Regions from separate parts of the Capra hircus genome. Here region 1 is linked to region 2. The links are chromatin contacts, called in public Hi-C maps. All regions are on one chromosome and are shown on one strand. The core of a region is the stretch at or near the end of the contact, and the rest is flanking DNA. Distances in the headings are between cores, read along the strand shown. Region 1 has its middle 69 kb from the start of MALT1. Region 2 holds the start of ALPK2 (alpha-protein kinase 2).

What was found. Hi-C and Micro-C count contacts between places; a contact is called where the count stands out from the background.
Region 1: a Hi-C map of liver shows a contact between it and region 2, with 3 times the contacts expected there. The contact joins the enhancer-like site here to the promoter of ALPK2 in region 2. A contact is called at or near these places in 3 of 5 Hi-C or Micro-C datasets (blood and liver).

The regions. Positions count from the first base shown.
Region 1 is chr24:58,035,438-58,040,504 of ARS1.2, reverse strand. No RefSeq gene overlaps it. Among named protein-coding and RNA genes, the nearest start is that of MALT1, 69 kb to the right of the region's middle. Within about 2 kb of position 2,799, at least 3 of the 5 cell types and tissues checked have an H3K27ac peak or open chromatin away from gene starts, as enhancers often do.
Region 2 is chr24:57,915,379-57,920,586 of ARS1.2, reverse strand. It overlaps ALPK2 (alpha-protein kinase 2), which reads left to right and starts at 1,826. Exons shown (of 11, transcript XM_018039363.1): 1 at 1,826-1,995. The coding sequence starts at 1,826.

The sequences.
Region 1 (5,067 bases), core at 1,550-4,049, 120 kb before region 2:
TCATATGGAAATCTTTCTATCACATCAGTTTCTCTAAGTCCAAGGACTGTGGACCATTTTACGTACGAGTTGCCCTTGTGGTTCTGAAATATGAAGATGGGACCTACGCTTCTCCACATGCTCCCCACCTTCGGGGCAAGGGAGGTCACAGCTGGGGCTCTCCTGAGCTAGGGGTGGTGAGACCCTAAAGTTGTACACACGTCTTCCTCCAGAAAGCAGGGTGAGCCTTTGAAGTCCAGCCTTCCACGGAGTCTTAACCACTGGACTGCCAGGGACGTCGCAAGATAAATATTCAAAGCATCAGAGGCAGACAGGGCCCCCTGGGAGAGAGCAGGCGGGGCTTTTATTGTTCCAATTATTTTTTTAGTACCCAATATCTGCTGAAACACTTCTCTCAAAGTACATTCAAATATCACCTACTTGTACCTACACATGAAAGCAGGCCTCGATTACAAAAGATAATTAACAGGTAACAAAGGGAAAATGGAAACTGTGTTCACAAATGCCTTGGCTAAAAACCAGTCGCCTCCTGGGCACTGAAGGCTGTAGGTTTTGGTCTGTGAGTGTAGCTGGGTGATGAGGGAATAAACAGACGTAGGTCGTCACCAGTTAGAGTGGCGGACAGGTCCTTCCACGCCGCCGGTGCCTGTGCCAGCGAAGTGGGTGGAGGTTGAGGGGGAAGGTCAGAGAGACAGAGAGGTTAATTAAGCTCATCGTTGGCTCAGCTGCCTGGCGCAGGTGAGTACTTTCAAACCTTTTTTTCCCACCACCTACCACTAGTTTGAAATAAAAGAGCCAAAACGTATGAGAGCAAAAACAAAAGAAGTGCAGGCGAATCAGTTCCGAAAAGCATTCGGCATTCCTTGTTCTACTTTTTCTTTTGGCGCTTTCGGATCCAAGGATGACACGACCTCCTCGCCAGATGTTCTCAGGTTCAGATCCCTTCAAGAGCTGGCAGCAAAGGCAAGTGGGAAACGGACGAAGGGCCAGGCCTCGGGAGGTCTTCCCGCTGGAGGGTTAAAGCATCCTGGATGTTCTGAGATGTTTTGGCAACTTTTTTTTTTTTTTTGCACTACGGCGGAAATGGAGGGCACGTGTTGGAAAGAGGTGGTCTGGCTGGTGAGCGTGTGCGTGAATGCCCCGTTAACGTTTTTTATGTGCGAATTTACCAATCCAGATTAAGGGCGATTGGAACTGGTGGTGGTTCTGACCTTATTCAAAGATGGGAAACTCACCCTTCCCCAGGCTTCTCGGCTTCCCTGAGCCAGAATTCCTGCAGTTCTCTCTTAGACACTGCACTTCACCCCCGTCAAGCCAGGCAAAGCTGAGGTCACTAGCCAGTTACCTGGAGCTGGTCTGAAGTGTCCAAATGCAGGCTCCACCATTTTCTTCCTCTGTGACCTTGAGCAAGTCCAGCAGTCCTGGGGGCTCCAGTTTCCTCCTTTGTGAATCGGACACAATACCTCCATCCATCACAAAAGCCTGAATGAGAAAAGCAGCTGACATTGTGTCAGGCTCACAGGACCTGCCTAAATACTAGCTGTTGTTATTATTGGGGATTCAAATTCTGTCTTGCTCACTTTGGAGCTCATCAAAGGCCAAGGACCCTGAATGCATCTTACGGCTTAAAGTGTTCTGCCATTTTAGTTGCCAAGTCGTGTCTGCGACCCCATGGACTATAGCCCGCCAGGCTCCTCTGTCCTAGGATTTTCCAGGCAAGCACATGGGACTGGGTTGCCATTTCCTTCTCCAGCGGATCTTCTCGATCCAGGGATTGAACCCTTGTCTCTTGCACTGACAGGCCGATTCTTTATCACTGAGCCACCAGGGAAGTCTAAAATGTTTTGGGGGCACAATTATCATCACTTCCCATTGACATTCCATTTACGTACTGTACAGATTATTTTCAGAGTGATATTTGAGAGGATTTTGAATAACTTGTGGGCTTCCCTTGTGGCTCATTCCCATCTGCCTGCAATGCGGGAGACCTGGGTTGGGAAGATCCCCTGGAGAAGGAAATGGCTACCCACTCCAGTATTCTGGCCTGGAGAATTCCATGGACTGCATAGTCCATGGGGTCGCAAAGAGTCGGACACGACTGAGCGACTTTCACTTTCTTTCACTTTGAATAACCTTTGGTCCTGTTTCTGAACGTGGGCAGGGATCCCTTTGGGGGTGCTCCCCGTGACTCCCAGTTGAGTTGTAGGTTTTGTCCGGCTAGTGTCTGGGGAGGGCTGGGGGCAGATGAGACTGAAGTGGACAGGAAACCCCCACCCAGCCCCTCGAGGCAGAGGGGTCTGGAAAGTGCGTAGGTGTACCATAGCCTGAGAAGCCTCTGGGTCGCACCTTGGAATTCCTCCTTTCTCAACAGAAGCAATCTCCAGGTCTTGGCCTTTTCTCTGACTTTCACCATAGCTGTGCCTCGGGTTCTGTCCATGAGAAATCACAAACTCTAGAGTGGGAGCATTCTGTGCACACTGGCCAGTACTGAACGGTGCCCTTGAAATGGTTTAGACGGGGATGCTCAGGGTTAGGTATATTGGATCCCAGTTATGTGAGTGCTAGGTGGCTTCAGGCGTGTCTGGCTCTTTTTTGACCCCACGGACTGCAGCACCAGAGTCAAGCGGTGAGAGGTCAGGAGGGGCATGGCCACTGGCAAGGCCTCATTGTGGCTTGGCCGAGTGGCTGCAAACACCGCTGCTCCGCTGCTCCAGCAGCCCTTCCCGAGGCTCCGGCCTTCCCTGTGCTCTGGGCTGCAGCAGGAAGCAAGCTCGCAGGTTGTAAAAAACCCACGCAGAGTGAAGGACAAACGAGCCTGCGCTGCCCTCTGCTGGGCTCCCGGCGCATACCCACCACTGGAAGGACTGATGCTGCAGCTGAAGCTCCAACACTGGCCCCTGATGGGAAGAGCTGACTCGCTGGAAAAGACCCCAATGCTGGGAAGGATTGAGGGCAGAAGGGGACAACAGAGGATGAGGTGGTTGGATGGCATCACCCACTCGATGGACATGAGTTTGAGCAAGCTTCGGGAGTTGGTGATGGACAGGGAGGCCTGGGGTGCTGCAGTCCATAGGGTCGCAGAGTCGGACACGACTGAGCGACTGAACTGAACTGAACTGAACTGAACCCACCCAGAACTCAACAAAACAAAGTAAGGCCTGGTCCAGAGAGCTGGGCAGGCCCCAGAGGACGGTGCAGACCCGGAGTCCTTAAAGGGGGCTCCCAACCCCTTCAGGCCCGCTGGTCGCTGCTGCTCAGGCCCCAGAGTTTCTCACTGGGGTCGGATCCCTCCTCTGAGGGTGCAGCGGATGTCACCACCAGCGAGCCGCCCCGGCTCTCCCCTCCTGGCCGGGAGCGTCAGCTGCTCCCCTGCTGGGGAGGGTTAGTCACTAAGTCTGTCGGTCTCATAGGCTGTAGCCTGTCGGCCCGTTTGCTTCTCCAGGGGGATCTTCGCCACGAGCTGTTCGTGTGTTTTGGACCCGATTAGGTTGAAGTGAGCTGACAGTAGTTTGTGATCAGCGGGGGAAGGTTTGAGTTCATTTCTGTGTGACAAGGTAGAGGGGACCCCCGGGAGGTGCGTGGTTGGGCTACCAGGAACGGTCCTCCGTCCGGGAGGAGCGGGCCAAGGAAGCGAGAGGAAAGCTGGGTCATCACGGCGGAGCTGAGCGTACGGAGAAGGGGGAGAAGACAGAGCGTGTGAGCGAGACACGGGATACAGAGCTGGCTGTGTTATTCAGGACGAGGGGAAAGAACGCATGGTTAAAAATCCTCTCTTAGAAATTTTTTGGGTCACGCCGTGCGGCTTGTGGGATCTCAGGACCCCGACGAGGGGCTGAACCCAGGCCACGACGGCCAAGGCGCCAAATCCGAACCACTGGGCCACCAGGCACCTCCCTGGAGACAAGCTTCTGTTTCAAATGTTGAGATCCCCTCCGTTCTGCCGTTTCTCTAGAGACAGTGAGTGTCTGGGCCGGCGGGGGCGCGCGTCCGCCTTGGGGCCAGGAGGGGGCGCCCGAGACTGACAGCAGCCGGGGAGCGGCGGCTCGGCTGGCTCCGCCCGCGCTGCTCCGGGTCCTTCCCAGGCCGCTCGGGGCTGGAGTCGGAGCTGCCATCCTGTGCGGGTTCCTAGAGCTGTCACGACCCATTTTCACCAGCTTGGCGTCATGAAACAACAGAAATTTATTGTCTTCCAGTTCTGGAGGCCAGAAATCCAAACTTCGTATCAACGGGCAGAAAGTGGGGTCTTGGCGGGGCCGTTCTCCCGTGGGAGAGTCTGGAGGGCACGCCTCCCCGTGCGTCTGCAGCGTGTAGGGCGCGCGCTCAGCTTGCGGCTGTGCCGCGCGTGCCCGCCTCCACCTCCACGCGGCCTCCACCGTTCCTTGTCTTCTTTCCCGCCCCTTACACGCACAGACACTTGCCACTGGGGTAGGGACCGCCTTCATCCAGGACCATCTCGCGTCCAGATCTTTTTGTGTGTGTGTGCCTATTTTATTAAAAAAACATGTTTCGGCTGCACCACGCGGCTTGCAGGATCTTAGTTCCCCACCAGGGATTGAGCACAAAGGATTGTGCTTTTCCTTAGCAGTGAAAGCACAGAGCCCTAATCGCTGGACCACCAGGGAACTCCCTCCAGATACTTAGTTATATCTGCTAAGACAACATTTCCAAATAAGGTTGCAGTCACAGATTCTGGGGGATTAAGAGATACATTTGGCGGGGCGGGGTGGGGGAGGGGGCGCTATTCAGCCCACTACACCTTTCTTTTGTCTGCAGTTTAATAACCTGGTGGGTGACCTATGTTTTATTTTTACTATATGCCTGCTCATGCTTTTATTGGGTGACCTTATCTAATGCTTACTAATACCCCTGAGTATTCAATGGAAGGACTGATGCTGAAACTCCAATACTCTGGCCACCTGATGTGAAGAACGGACTCACTGAAAAAGACCCTGATGCTGGGAAAGATTGAAGGCAGGAGGAGAAGGGGACGGCAGAAGATGAGATGGTTGGATGGCATCACCGACTCAACGGACATGAGTTTGAGTAAACTCCAGGAGTTGGTGATGG
Region 2 (5,208 bases), core at 577-3,076:
GCCTGCACCAGGGACCGATACCTGGTCGGTCTGCCTGCCTGGAGGAAGAGGAGGTGGGAGCACAGCGGGGAGACCCCAAGTTAGAGGAGACACAGAGAGAGAGGAGGGCCTCCCTGGTGAGAAGATATTGCTTCCAAATACCAGGTTTTCCTCCAGTAGAGGTGGCACATCTAATATGTTTTCAATGACATGGGAGCTAGCGAGAAAGCTCTGGTACACACTGGAAACCTTCCTGCCCTGTCTGTCACAAGGGGGAATAAATTCCACGAGGTGAATGGAATTCCTGAGGGGGTTTACCAGATTAGCCCATTAGCAGTCTATCCGGTTAACGATCACCAGGGGAAGGGTGAACCCCTCCTGAGAGGGAAAGCGTAGGTCCATTTCTGTGATAATATCGGTCACACGTCCTCACGGCACCAGCCTGGGAAACCTACATTCCGGACTCCTTCGTCCTCAGGAAGACACGGTTTTAGCTCATCTATTTTGTTCTTTGCTTTTTCGTACCACAATATAAAGCAACTCTGAGCACCATTAAGGTATAATTTTCAAAAGGTAAAGTGATTCCCATGCAAATATGGAGTGAACGTCAAAAATTTTATTCCATTCTTTTTTTTCAGGAACTATTCTTCCATTATTTCACGTGGAAAATTTTTTAAAAGTCTTTACTGAATTTGTTATAATATTGCTTCTGTTTTATGTTTTGTTGTTTTTTTTTTTTTGTCCAAGAGGCATGGGTGATCTTAGTTCCCTGACCAGGGATCAAATCTGTACCTCCTGCTTTGGGAGGGGAACTCTGAACCACTGGACCACAGAGAAAGTCTCTCAATTCTTTGAATAAACAGAACCAGAAAATATCAAGGCCTGGTTAAAGCGCATTTGAGAAACTGGGTGTTTCTAGGCAACTTAATAAACGAATGTTAAGATAAGATTGCTGAGTTAGATAGAACGTTGGTCATTGTCCTACATGGCCATAAACTGTAGTTTATGGGGTTATCATGTCTTCTATGTGGAGATTATTTGCATCTCTGTTGCATAAAAATTCAAAAGTTTATATGTAACTTCAAGTCTGGGGATTGTAATCAATAGTAATCACTGATGAAGCAGAAGGCATTTCTCCTGGATAACTCTGAGACGGACCTTTGTCCCATGTGACATTGAAGCAAGATACCATCCACATTTTCGCCTTATCTTTAAGTTGTAGATAATTTTTCTTAATAGCTTTTTTAAAAAAAAATAGTAGCTAAGGACACTCAGTCTTTTAGAAAGTTATTTATTTATTAGTTTATGGTTGTTCTGGGTCTTCGTCGCTGCACAGGCTTCTCTCCGGCTGTAGCGAGCAGGGGCTCCTCTCTAGCTGCCGAGCAGGCTCCTCATCGCGGTGGCTGCTCTTGTCGTGGAGCACGGGCTCTAGGGTGCGCGGGCTTCGGGAGCCGTGATCTGTGGGCTCAGTAGCTGCAACTCCCGGCCTGTAGAGCACAGAGTCCATAGCTGTGGTGCATGGGCTCAGTTGCTCCGAGGCACATGGGATGTTCCTGGACCGGGGCTTGAACCCATGTCTCCTGCGTTGGCAGGCGCATGCCTTGTCCCTGGGCCACCTGGGAAGCCCTCTTAACAGCTTCTCGAGATCTGGAGCAGCACTTTCCACGTTGCATGCTCCCCTGCCCCGACTCCAGCCCAGCATCCTCTTAGGCACGTAACATGCCCAAGAGTGCTTATTGAAGGAAGTGTTTTTATCCATGAGAAGAAGCTTTTCTGGTTCCCCAATGACATGTCCATCATGCTTATCCTGATTATTTATCATCCATTCTTATTCATAGCTTTATGATTTTCCAAAGAGACTTCACCTAGTAAGAATATTCTTATTTCTTTATCATCAGGCCAGCCCAAGCCAGAGGTAACTTGGTATAAGAATGGTCGAACCATAGATGAGTGTGGCAGTGTCTCCAGTTACGAATTCTTCGAGAATCAGTATGTTCATGTATTACACCTCTACTGGTAAGTGGATGTGCCTCGGCGGACTGTTGACTAAGCTCCCCATGATCTGTCGTGTGCTGGTTACTATCGGGTAAGGTCAAAAGATTGGCTAGCGTTTTCTTTTTGAGTCCCGTTAGATGTGATGGACAGTCATCAGCCACAGCCTCTAGCAATGACTGCTAAACTCTGCCTGGTAATTCATCACCCTCATCTAATTGCTGCCATGGATGGTACATGGTGGCCCAACCATTTCCATTCATTGAATAAGCTCTTTTGAAAGTCTTGTCCTCTCTGGAAAGTTAAGAAGCACCGTGGGATTTCATTATCTGTCACCCAGCATTTCTTGTGTAAGAATGAAAGGAAGAAGTGATGGGCCCGGATCCCGCAGCAAGTTGGTGGTGGAGTTGAGGCTGGAAACCGGACCTGCTGGCCTGGTTTGAGGAAGTGGTGTGGCCCAGCACACCGGTTTCTCATTCTTTCTCGTTCCCACAAGAACTGTGTGGTTGGGGTGAAATCAGGAAACGTCGTAGGTGAAGTGGAGAAAAGGAGAACTCCTCTGGTGGAAGCTGAGTGGCTCTTGTTCCCCAGTGCAGCCAAATCGGTCTCATGTCCTTTACAGTGGCTCTGAGGAGACCGAGGTCTGCGGGCGTGGCATGAAAATGACTGAGAGGCATGGGTGTGTGCCAGTAGCCTTGGAAACAGCAAAGTGAGGGCTTGGGTTTGCATTTTAGCTCTGCCATTTTCGGGCTGTGTGACCTTGGCCAGTTACTTCACCTCTCTGAAACTCAGCTTTTTCATCCTCCAAAGGGTGGCTGAATGCATGAAATGACATACTGCTTGTAAAAGGCTTGTTATTTAGTAGTTGCTCAATAACAGCTTTCTTGATCTCTGATCTTTGTTGTTGTTTCAAAGTAAGGTCAGAGGTCACTTTACCATGATTGAAATGCTTGACTCAGCTGGCCTGCAGCCCGTCTAACCTTGTGTTCAAGACATCCATTTATTCGTTCATTATTTAATTTTTAAAAAATTAATATTTCTTTAAAATTTTTTCTAAATTATGAAAGTATGATAACACATTTATAGGAAACTTGGAAAATACAGAACAAAGTTATATATAGTGATTGTATATTACAGTTTTTTTAAGTAGATAAATTAAGATTTTTACTTAGGAGTTTCAATGTCAAACTCCCCAAAATTAATAGAATAAACAGATAGAAAAATAGAAGGATATAGTAGACCTGAAAAGCACTATGAGCCAATTCAACATAGTTAAGGTTTATACAGTTTTCACACAACAGCAGGATACAAATTCTATTCAAGTTCCCATAGACTGTAAACCAGGAGACACTGGAATAATATATCCAGGGACATAAAACAATGCAAATTTGTAACATGTAAAAATTTCATGGTCCAAAGATAATGAAATCATACAGAGTCTGTTTTCTTATCACTGTGAAATTAGGTTAGAAATCAACATCAAAAGATATCTGACAATAAACCATATTGTTTCAAGTGCAGCATGACATTTACCAAGAGAGACTTTAGCCCTTGAAAGCCTCAGGTTTATTATTTAATTTTAAAATGATATTCAGACTTCCCTGTAGCTCAAATGGCAAAGAATCTGCCTGTGAGGCAGGAGACCAGGGTTCGATCCCTGGGTTGGGAAGTTCCTCTGGAGAAGGGAATGGCAATCCACTCCAGTATTCTTGCCTGGAGAATTCCATGGACAGAGAAGCCTGCCTGGTGGGCTACAGTCTGTGGGGTCACAAAGAGTTGGACACGACTGAGTGACTAACACACACAGTAAATGATATTCATTATGCAGCTACTATATGGCAGGCATGTAGCTTAATGCCTGCATCGAGGGGAACAGAGTGAATATTGCTCAGAAAACCTCAAGTCTGTCAAGGAAGACAAGCGGTGAACAAACCATGCCATCTCCCCCTCTCGACCCAAGTACTGGGAGGCAGCCCACCTGCCACCACTGCCCCGCAGCCACGGACTGGGCTTCCTGCCTCTTCATTGCAACTTCGTCAAGGCTCTGCTCACCCTCCTCGTCACGCCAGCCAACTTAGAATCTACCTGTGTGCTGTGCTCTGCCATGCCTAGTCGCTCAGTCATCTCCGACTCTTTGCAACCTCACGGACTGTAGCCCGCCAGGCTTCTCTGTTCATGGTGATTCTCCAGGCAAGAAGACTGGAGTGGGTAGCCTGTCCCTCCTCCAGAGGGTCTTCCCGACCCAGGAACCAAACCAGTGTCTCCCGCACTGCAAGCGGATTCTTTACCAGTTGAGCTACCAGGGAAGCCTGCTGCCTGTATGACTCGCGGGCAGTTCTGTTGCACATGGATCTGTCCAGCCTCAAACATCCTCAAACATCCTCATCTCCTTTGCACAGGCCTCCCGTTGGGTGCTAATTTCCTGCTCAGGACTGATGATTGCTCAGTAGGCTGTGTTCCTTCCTGCTAATGGCAGGAACCCTCAACTGTTTCATATTAATACATCTATGTGTCTATCCTATATATATTTGCAGTTGTGGTTATTAGTTTGTTTATATCAGCATTGGCAAACTTTATCTATAAAGGGCCAGATAGTAAATACTTCTGGCTTTGAAGCCCAGACAGTCTCTATCACAACCCTTCAACTCTGCCATCATAGTGCCAAAGCAGCCATAGACCAAAAAAATGAAACAAACAAACAAAAATCCCCCAAAGAATCATGGTTGTGTTCCAATAAAACTTTATTTGTAGAAGCAGTTGGGAGCCAGATTTGGCCCGTGGACCATAGTTTGCCAGCCCCTGGTCTAGATAGTAAGATCCTTCAGGGCCTACATAATGTACTTCCTATGTATTCCACTCCTACCTTTGAGCCTCTGAGCACTCAACACGTTTCTTGATTGATTAATTTGGGTCTTACACTAAACTAAAATATTATACTCACTTTGTAACCAGAAGAGAAGCTCAATGTGTATTCTTTTACTGATGGACTACCATTTAGGAATTGAGATTTGCTAATTGCTGTTTGCACAGGCTGAGGAATATAGACAAACCAAACATTTTGTGGGGTGTTAGGAGTTGAGGGGTAGCCAGGCTGAAACCCAGGGGCAGACGGGTGGGTCACAATGGGAGAGACACAACACAGGAAAGAGAAAGTTAGCCAGGGAGCTGGTGCTATGCTACATAAAGGTCAGGGCTCTCATTCTCTGCTCTGAAGGTCAGCAGGGCAGTGATTCACCC